Regions from separate parts of the Ovis aries genome. Here region 1 is linked to region 2. A link is a contact called in public Hi-C data. All regions are on one chromosome and are shown on one strand. Each heading gives the region's core, a stretch centred on a gene start, on an enhancer-like site or on the middle of the called end of the contact. The rest is flanking DNA. Distances are from core to core; before and after follow the strand shown.

Evidence for each region. A called contact is a pair of places that touch in the nucleus more often than the background predicts.
Region 1: a contact with region 2 is called in a Hi-C map of liver, with 1.7 times the contacts expected there. The contact joins the enhancer-like site here to the promoter of RBPMS in region 2. A contact is called at or near these places in 2 of 16 Hi-C or Micro-C datasets (liver and tail adipose tissue).

What each region holds. Positions count from the first base shown.
Region 1 is chr26:25,660,759-25,665,634 of ARS-UI_Ramb_v3.0, forward strand. All of the region lies in intron 1 of RBPMS (RNA binding protein, mRNA processing factor), which reads left to right. Among named protein-coding and RNA genes, the nearest start is that of RBPMS, 34 kb to the left of the region's middle. Within about 2 kb of position 2,688, at least 16 of the 54 cell types and tissues checked have an H3K27ac peak or open chromatin away from gene starts, as enhancers often do. A contact at or near this core is called in liver and tail adipose tissue, where this site is marked.
Region 2 is chr26:25,628,064-25,633,436 of ARS-UI_Ramb_v3.0, forward strand. RBPMS (RNA binding protein, mRNA processing factor) reads left to right here and starts at 1,373. Exons shown (of 10, transcript XR_006058139.2): 1 at 1,373-1,886.

The DNA.
Region 1 (4,876 bases), core at 1,438-3,937, 34 kb after region 2:
AATGTAGGGGGCCTGAGTTTGATCCCTGGTCAGGGTGGATTCCACATACCGCAACAAAGACCTGGGACAGCCAAAGAAAGAAATACTAAACGTGTTTTTTAAAGAAAATAAAATCACTTTAGGTGCAGTTATGTTGGCTTAATAACTAGGTTCATAATCTGTTTTGTCTGCTAGCTAGGTAAGCTTTAACCTTTCTAAAGCCATAGTTTCTTCATCTGTTTTTAAGAAAATGATAATATCTACTTCATGGAACTGTAAAGTAACCTTGTATGTAAAACATGTGGCCGAGTGTCTGACTCAGAGCTTGACCTAAAGGATCTTATTTTTAATTCTTAGTAAACTTTGAATGAGCAATAAATTCTATAGTTAAATTATATCAGCGTATTCTCTGTTCCTGGAAACATGGCTGTTTGCAAAATTTTTGACACTCTTGTGTTATTTTCCTGGAGAAAATATACATACTCAACAATAGCATGAGCCCATTATTAAGGAACACTCCTCCATAAAACCCCTTTTAAATTTTTTGGGCATATCATGTGGCGTGTGTAATCTGTTTCCTGACCAAGGATTGAACCCATGTCGTCTGCATTGAAACCATGAAGTCTCAACCACCAGACCACCGGGAAGTCCTTACTCTGCTCCATTATTACTTGGGTAGAAATTTGTCTTCCTTCAAAAGTTAAGCCCAGCTCTCCAGTGTGTGGCAGTGGATGTAAGCATGGATACTCCTCTCAGCATTCTCTGCTCCCGTGATATAAACATGTATATGTAGAATAAATTTTTTTTAACCACCAACATCTAGCATCGTGAATAACACGTGGTAGTAGCTTAGTAAATGTCTCTTTAATTTGGTTTGATTTTCTGACTTTTAAATGTTTTTTTAAAAAAAATATTTTTTGTTTCATGGAGTTATAGTATTTGCACTTGTAGTGGTTATCTTGGTGTTTTGTTTCACACTGAACAGGAGGCATATTACTCTGGATATTGGCATGTTACTGAACATGACTTTTTTTCTCAGTTTTGTTGAAACAGCTCCTTTCCTTAACCAAGGAATTTTGGTGAGATTTCGCGTATTTGTCAAACACTAGCTTCCAGACACTGTTCTAAACATCTTGCGAGCCTTACCTTACTGACTTCTCACAACAATCCTATGAGGGAGTTAAAACCGTGATCCCCATTTCATACTTGGAGAAAGCACAGAGAGGGGAGGTAACTTGCCGGAGCTCACACAACTCTGTGATCAGACTGGCAGTGAACTTGGACCACCGCTCTGCCGTTTGCTGCTGGGCATGCTGCATGCCCAAAGGCTCGTCTCTGTGTCTTTCATGAAAAGTCGCTTCTAATCCCGTGGCTTTGTGCAGCAAAGAAATGGAACAGAAATAGAAAAGATGCTGACAACAGAGGAATTGTGCTATGTTGCAATGCTGGTGATATGATGTAAGATGTGATGCTGATGACATGCTGGGTTAGCAATGTTCACATTCCATCAGGGGACCCAGTCGCCAATCTGCGTATAAGCTTTCTTGTGTTCAGACTCTTTGGTGATTATTATTCCTCAGAGGGCAGTCATCCTTTTAATCTTGTGGTAGAAAATTAAGAGCGAGTCTCACTGAGGTATGGTTTATTTTTAAGTTTTCTTTTAAATATTAGTTTTGAGAAGTTAATTAAGTACCCAGCCTGTGAATCCAGCGTCTTGGATTTCCTCCGTGTCTTCCCCATTTAGAGGGCAGGTTTTCTTAGAGTTAGATTACAGATTGGTGAGTTTATGCCTTATCAGTAAATCATGAACATTTGGGGTCCTGAATAGGTGGCCGGCTTGCATAATATGACCTGAGTAAAGTTAGGCAAACATAACTATCTCAGATCTTAAAGGCATTTTGAACAGAGCCTTAAGCTAACGTGTTTGTCAGCTTTTCAAGTAAAGCTCAAGAGGCACGGATACTTTCTCATTTTGCTTGCACTGATTTCTTTTTAAACTTATTATGTCTTAGGGTTGCCCCTGGTGTTAAAAGTTACGGGGAGGTCTGGTCTGCTTGAAAGCAGTGATTGTTGATTTGAGGGGTCATTGATCCCTTTGAGAGTCTGGTGAAACCTGTGGATATTCTCCCTGGAAAACACACACGCAGTTTTGTTCCTAACCCCCTAAGGGCCACAGACCTAGACTTTAGAGTTTATGGAAATCCGTCATGGGAGCCAGTCACCCTCCCCTTCTATGTGCCATCTTCTGCCTGCCCGGCTCTAAAAATTTCAGCTAACAGGTTGGCTTATCACACTTACATTCTTGCTTGGACCCCAGGACTGTTTGACTCTGGGGAAGTGTTATCTCAGAAGGGAAGAAATGATACTCCTTTAAACTCCACCAGATATTACCCCTGTAGGACAGGGCTCCCAAACCTCCGGGATCTAATGCCTGGTGCCGCAAAGGTTGGGGGCGGTTGCTGTAGGAGACAGCTGTCAGTGGGCCCTTTCCTAGCCACCATTAGTCAGGTGGGGTGAGGCAGAAAGGGGCCCAGTGAGCGAGCCTTCTCTCCCCTCCTGCCCCACTGGATTCCGTGGGTTCGCTCACCTTTATGTACCTTGGCACATGTTGTTCTCCACCTGGAATGCCCTTCCATTCTTCCTGCTCCCCAGGAATGCGTGCTCATCTTTCAATACCCAGCTCAAATGGAAGCCTGGCTGAACTCCCAGGCAGCCTCTCTCTCTCTTTGCTGTGTTGCCACAGCAATGTTTAAAGGCCTGGGTTACAGCGCACATACTGTGTTGTAATTATTTCTTAAAAGTTTGGCAGGCTCCACCACCTGTAAACCAAGCACTTGTCTTAATTATCTTGATCACTCGGAACAGTGTTGGATGCTTGGTAGGTTTGCCATCCAGCGTTTAGACAGGTAGGCCGTGGGGTCAGGAAGGCGGAGTGCAGATTCTGCCTTCATGACCTTGTGAGGAAATGACTTCTCTCTGCCTCTGTTTCCTCATCTGTGGGCTTCTGGGGGCAGGTGGATGCCTGTTGTCTCTGGCACATGGTAAACTAGTCAGCAAGTGCTAACCATCATGATTAATCATAATATTAAGCAGTTATATTATTGAGTGAAAAGCTCTTAAGTAATCCAGCTGTAATTGGAGATAGCATTGTTTAAAGAAATGTAGTCAGTGCTGTACTGTCCAGCCAATCTAGCTTTTATAAGGCACCCCAAGAGGCTTGGTAGGACCCCCTACTTTCAGCCTATTATCCATCTCTGTATTAGTATTAACTGTGAATTATGTGAGGGCTTTAAAACAGTTGGAAGTAGGTACGTCCTGTGGGAGACTTAGAAGAATAAACGCGTGGTTACCAGAGAGAAGGAGCAGGGGAGATAGATGGGGAGTTTGGAACTGACATGTATACATTACCACATTTAAAATAGATAACCAACCAGGGCCTACTGTATATAGCGGACTCAGCTCAGTATTCTCAAATAACCGAAATGGGAAAAGACTTTGAAAAAGAATGGATATTTCTGTGGATATAACTGAATCACTTTGCTGTACACCTGTAGCTAACATACCACTATTAAGTAGCCATACTCCAATATAAAATAAAAAATTAAAATAAGTACTGTGGGGATATAAGACTTTCTTTTCTTTACCTAAAGAAAACGCACACAGTTTTAAGGTGTAGTTTAAATGTGTTCACAACCTTGTGTTTTTCACATCACTTTCAGAGCATCACTAGCGATCTTTGGGAAAATGGAACAGGTCACCACCATGTGTAGCCTCAGCAGTAACATTCGGCCCTGTGGGAATCCCTAAGAAACACTTAATCACAAAAGCATTTGCTTCTGCTTCTAAGACAAGTCAAAGGTGGTGAGAAGAAAACATCTTCGAAGTTTTTTCCTGTGTGTGTTTTGTTTGCAGGCAAGCTAGAGACATCCTGCTAAAGTCATAAGTGTCATAATCCTGCTTTAGAACTGGAAGGAGCATCACTGGTGCAGCCTTTTCTCCTTTTTCAAATCAGGAGACCAAGGTCCAGAGAGTGGCTTGATTTGCTGTGTGACATTGTGTCTGAAGGTGGGATGGCTCTATGCCGCCGGTCCTCACGTGAGTCACGTGGATGGCTGTGTGACCGGGTCGGGGTGAGAGGGTGCTGGAGAGCCCATGGTCTCTGCGCAGGACGAGAGCATCTGCCTTCCAGCATGCGCTTGCTTCTGGAAAGCCTTCCTGGACTCCCCAGGCAGTATCTCCTTTATGCTCGCAAAACTAAACTTTGTCTAAATTAAAAGCCGTGAAATCTAGACCTCCTGGAAGGGTATTTACTTTTCCCTTTAAAAAAAAAGTAAAACAATTAAGCTAATGACAGTGGTGGAAGCCTGAACTACATCATTCAGTGACCGATATATATGTCCCCCAATTTTTGTAGGGGAATATAAGAGTCTATAATCTTACTTTTCAGTCAAAGTTTAATCAATTATAGTAGGTCTCAATACATGCTTATTAAGGTTTCTTTTTTGGGGGGCGGGTAGGGAGTCCTTAGGTCACCCAGCAAGATCCCTTTTGTCAATTTCTTTATTTTTAATTGGAGGATGATTGCTTTACAGTGCTGCATTGGTTTCTGCCATACAACATGGCGAATCGGTCACATACACACATATACACACACACCCTCCTTCTCCTCTTTCATCAGTTTCTTGCTTCTCTTTTTCATGTTTTGGCTTCTTGGTGTCTACATAGTTTATAAGCTCACCAGCCCAATAAATGGTACTATTATCTCCAGATTTCCATGCTTTACAAAAAAAAAGTATATACTTGCTATTGTCTCCTTTTTCAAAGTGTGGGTCAGTTTGTGAATTTTAAACTATTTTTCGCATGAAAGAAGGGAAGGAGGAAGTGCTGTAGAAGTAAT
Region 2 (5,373 bases), core at 123-2,622:
GCCAATACATAATTAGAAATTGTGATCGTCGCTGGGGCTGGAAGGAATAGCTTGCTGTGCAAAATCCCGGGAGTGAGAAATGAAGGAAAATCTACCCATGTTTAGAGTTTTAAATTATGTGTTTGTAGAAATGGCAACCCACTCTAGTATTCTTGCCTGGAGAATCCCAGGGACGGGGGAGCCTATGGGGGTCGCACAGAGTCGGACACGACTGAAGTGACTTAGCAGCAGCGGCAGTCACTCAGTTTGAAAGCTTAAATGATACAATATTGGAAAAGTTCTCGGTGGCGCAGGAAAAGTGGAAATGAACCATGTCAGCTTCCAAGTATAGCCAACAACTGGGTCCGAATGGGTGCCAGGTGCTATAGTTTTATCTATCAATTTACAATCTCCTCTAATAACAAGCTTCTGGGAGAGGAATAGAACTACTTCTATTTCAGAGGAGGAAGCAGAAACCAGGCAGTTCTTCCTTCGGCGGGTGGGGAGCCAACAGGCATGGTACGCTCACCTCCCAGTATGCTGAGTCTCCCTTCTTTCAGTGGCTTTGACCCTCAGATTATGTCTTGGCCTCCAGCTCGGCTGGCAGTGAGAAATGGTCCCTCAACCAACAAATATTTATTGAGTGCCTACGATATACCAGGTAGCGTTTTCAAACTGCCATGGGATTCAAAAGACAAACAGGGCCCGGTCTTGTCTTCCAAGAAGGATCTCCCGAAAGGGTGAGAGAGGCAGGTAAACAATTCCAGGACAGTCTGATAAGGGCCGTAGAGGAGTCCGAGCAAGGGCGGCCGGAGAAGTTTCGGAGGACCCGGCGCGGAGATGGGGTCTGAAGATGCGCCCTGAAAACGCCGGCCCGGCCCCGGCTGCCCCCGGACGTCACCCCAGTTCCCGCATCCTGTCATTACCAGCTGCCCACTAGGTACTGAAGAGGAGGGGGAGGGATTGGGGAGCGAATCCCTCGTGAAGAGCGAGCAAGCACACAAAAGTAACACATCACACTTCCCGGGCGCCCGAGCCCCGCTCCGAGCTGCGCGCACGGCCCGGCGGCCTCCAGGTGCCAGGCGGACCCAGCCTTCGGCCCTCCCCCTCGGCCCTCGCCCTCCGACCTACCGCGGAGCCGGGGGCCGGGGTCCGCCGCTTCCGCCCGCCGCCCGCCGCCCCTCCCCAGCGCGCGCCATCCGGCCGCGGGGCCGCAGCCCTCGGCGCGGCCCCTCCTCCCGCGGGGGGCTCTGCCGTCCCTCGTCCCGTCCCTCCGGGCTCCAGCCGGCAGCCCACGTCCAGGGAGGGCGGGGAGAGGAGGAGGGGAGGGAGGAGGGAGCGGGGGGAGGGAGGCAGGCGAGAGAAGGGGAGCTGCTCGGAGCCCGGACCTCCCAGAGCCAGCCAGGAGCGCGCACTCGGCGGCTCTCCGGGTCCCCGCCGCCCCGCACCTCCCTCCCGCTCCTCTCGGGGTACGCCTCGCCCCTCCTTCCAGCAGCTGCTACGCCCGCGCCGGCGGCCGCCCCCCAGCCCCTCTCGGCCACATCCCCAACTCTGCGGACTCACTCCCGGGACGCGCGTCCTCGCCCCGTCCTTTCTTCCTTCCTGCCTTCCCTCGCGCCCGCCCGCCCGCCCCAGGTCTCCCTCGCGGGTCGCGATTGTCTCCGTCCCCTCCGCGCTGCGCCGGCGCCTCGCCCTGCGCCGTCTTCCCCTCGCACTTCCTGAGTCGCCGGCCGCCGCTGCCCCGACTCCAGCCCGCGGCGTCCGGGGAAGGGAGAAGTGGGCGAGCGCGCCCTCGCCCAGCCCCGCGCCCCAGCCCTGCCCGGCGAGGGAGGACCGGGAAGATGAACAACGGCGGCAAAGCCGAGAAGGAGAACACCCCGAGCGAGGCCAACCTTCAGGAGGAAGAGGTACGGAGCGGCTCGGTGCCGGGGCGGGGACGACCTGGGACGGCGGCCGCGGGCTCTGCCCAGAGTGCGGGTGGCTGGCCGGCCGGCCGGCGGGGCGCGGGTCCGGGGGCGCCGGGCTGCGCTGGGGAAGGGGCACCGAGGGTTTGGGAATCGTCCTGGCGTGGAGACGCAGCCCCAGACTGCGGCCACGGGATGAGGGTGTATCATCGGAGAGTGTGTTTTGGTGGGTCCACGCGCGTCTGCGTGCCTGAAAATTGCGTAACTTTGAGGACTTTCCCGAGACCTCTGTAAGTATAATGGTCAGCTTTGTTTGCCCCGGATTTTAAAAGCGGAATCGAGAGCTGACTCCTGGGTGACCTCAGATGATTGGGACCCGGAGGGTCAGCACTTAGTGCTGGGTCCGGGGCTGGAAGTTGTGGGGTGTGTGTTTGTGTGGTTTAGGGAAGAAACTCGGGGAAAGTTCTCATGAAAAGACACCTTCCGTTCCCTGCCCCCCCCCAACCCCCACAGTTTCTATGCGAAAAGTTCTCGGTGAAATATCTTTCCCAGCTAAGGCGTTTTGGATTAATAGATAACTCATCAGCCGCATTCTTCTCTGATGAGTCAAAGACCCCGAACCTGGCTGATTAGGTTTTGTAAATTTAGGGGCGTTGCGGTTGTGGGGCGCAGCATGCTGGAGTTTCAGACTTTGCAACTCGCGAAGTGTTGATCCAGACTGTTTTAATAGGACTTTGACGTCTGAGCGTAAATTTTATGTGGTGCGTCCCTAACAACGGTAAAAATGTTGCGGCTGCAGAGCGTTCCTTTGGTAGAAACAAAACTCAGTACATGTCGGGGAACTCCTGAACAATCCTTTCAGAATTTTGTAGTTGGGATATTTGCGTTATCTTGTTAAATGGGGCTCTGTACTTGTAGGTGCATTATCTAGAACCCAGTAAACACTGTTTTCCGCCTACCTTTTGAAAAGCCCAGGAAATTGACTTCTGAAACATTCCAAAAGGAACTTAAGAGTATGTGTAGATGCAAGAAAGTATGCAGTCTAGATAAAAGCATTCTTACAGAAAGGTGAACTGATTTCTAAGCGGTTAGGGTGTTGAGATGATTATGGAAATACTATGTTGTGTGTAAACTAAAATTCTGATTGTGAAGCCCAAGGTTGCTGAGGACTTAATACACTTAAGCCCTCAGCACTTGTAAAATGGGAACTATTTAAATGGAGAAGACAGGAGAGCTCCAAGACCAAGCCAAATATTATGCAAAATAACACAAGATTTTACTCTTAACACAGTTGTTCGTGGGTGCAACCCAGGTGAAATGCTGTTGAGCCTGACGTTGCCGTCTCACCTGAGCAAATCGCCTTTATTATTATAAACTGTTCTGAAAAGCATTATTTTTACATGCTGGTTTTTTAAATTGCAAGTGATGGAATAGTACTGACATTTCTTCTCTTTCAGAAAGATGGAGACTTGAATTGCAAGTTCTGCTTTTTTTCTTGAACCTCACTGGCTACTTTCCTATTTTATTTTCCCTACCACTGAAATAAAATTTAAAAATAAAAGGTAGTTTTTTTTTTTAAATGCTGGAGTATTTTATTTTTTATAATTAATAAAAAAGGTAGCTTTATTTAAGGAGTTGCAATGGCTTCAGAAACCTTTCTGTTTCATTAGATTGGCGATCTGTTGACTTCTAAGGGTAAGACTGTATCATACATATGAAACCATCTTTCTCTCTTCACCAGAAAGAGAAACTTGTAAAAGTTCATTAGGGTAAACCAAAGACTATTTTCTTTTTTTTTTTTTTTTTTGGCACACCATAAACTATTTGACAGAATTAAGCATAGAAAACTCAGGTTTTTCTGTTTGACCCAGCTCAGCTTAACTGCCTGCAGCACTGGCCTGTTTGCCCAAACCCTGGGTGTCTTTATATGTGCGAGGTTGGGTGCCAGTAAAATCACAGGTGATCCCAATACAATGGCTGTCTCTTAACCTGTCCTATTGCCTTGTTAAGTCTTCCTTTATCAGGTGGAAATGGCCCGTGGTTCTAGAAAGTATCTGTCTTTATAGCTAGATACTTGTTATTTTAAAAATAAGGGGACAGATTAAAAAAATAGAACCCAAGCTGTACAAAAGATGGACTAGACAAAACAGATACACCGTGAAGGGAGAGGTTTTATGATGTTAAAAATTTGGTAAAAGTTGGCCTGAATGATCTCGATAATTTTGCCCTAATTCCCTGTTTGGGGTTTATGTTTTGTTTGTGAAAAACTCCTCCTTTTTTCCCCAACCCTGAAAGCCACAAGTAAAACACATGTGTTTGAGTCCCATTAATGTGCTCAGCAATATACAAAACCACCCAAATGGTCCTTTCCCTTGCCCACCCAGGGATCAGCAGTTTGTCCTCAAACACATTGGAAAGCCGCGGTGGAGGATTCCAGTAAACAGAACACACATATAAATGTATATACACAAAATGATGAGTGTTTTGTAGCTTCTGGTAGCCATTGAGCTGATGAGTCAGTTCAGTCATCTTTGAGGGAAAATAGTTCATTTCCTGGATCATCAGGGTTATTTAGACTTTGACAAAATCCAGGTTTTATTCTATCCCCTCCCCCTCATTTAAGTGTGTTCCTTTTATCTTCTGGTACATATCAGCGGCCCACCTCCTGGTCTGAGAACTTCTGAAGCTCACTCTGAAACAATGATGCTGAAACACTTTCTTTAGTTCCATTGCTAGAGTAGGAACAGTCTTGAGACCTAGGAGCATTTCTGCAGCTTTTTAAGTAGGGTTGGAAGTTTTTGAGACTGCTTTGGGTAATATTTAAAACTTTGAGGAAAAATAATTTTAAGACTTGGCTAGCCAATAGTGTGAGAGAGAGGATACATCTGGCTTTCTGGCTTCTAGTGTGCTGTACATGCGTATTCCTATGCAACTTGTCCCGGTAAAGAAGAACCGGTTGTCAAAATCTTAATGGCGTCTGAGATTTGCAAGGCTTCTGTATACATTTGTGTAGGGGCAGACAGGACTGGGTGACTGAATAACAGGGCAGTAGAGCTTTTCTTACATAGCTTTACAGTTAATAGCTTTACAGTTAATAAAAAATTCCTTGAATTTACCTCTACTTTTGGACTAGACATTCTTCTCTTCAAATACTTCACACTTGACAAATTTCACTACTGTTAATATGTAAGAGACATAACTTTTTGGCTTGAAGTTCTGTATATTGCAACAGTCTAGTAGTAGATATCGTTTTTGATCCCTGAATTTTCAAAATGGAAATCAGATAAATAACTTGGTCTTATTTTTCCTTTTATGGTATGCCGTTGGACACTTTTCAGGCTGATTACAAGTCATTTCTAAAAGGTGTGTTATTTACGTCGAAGCACTGGTGTTAGTTTTCTCCTTAAATTGCTGTGAACGTTCTTTAAAACAAAACTTGGCCTTGTTGGAATATTGATCAAAAAGATGTTTGGCAGATGGTGGTCAGAAA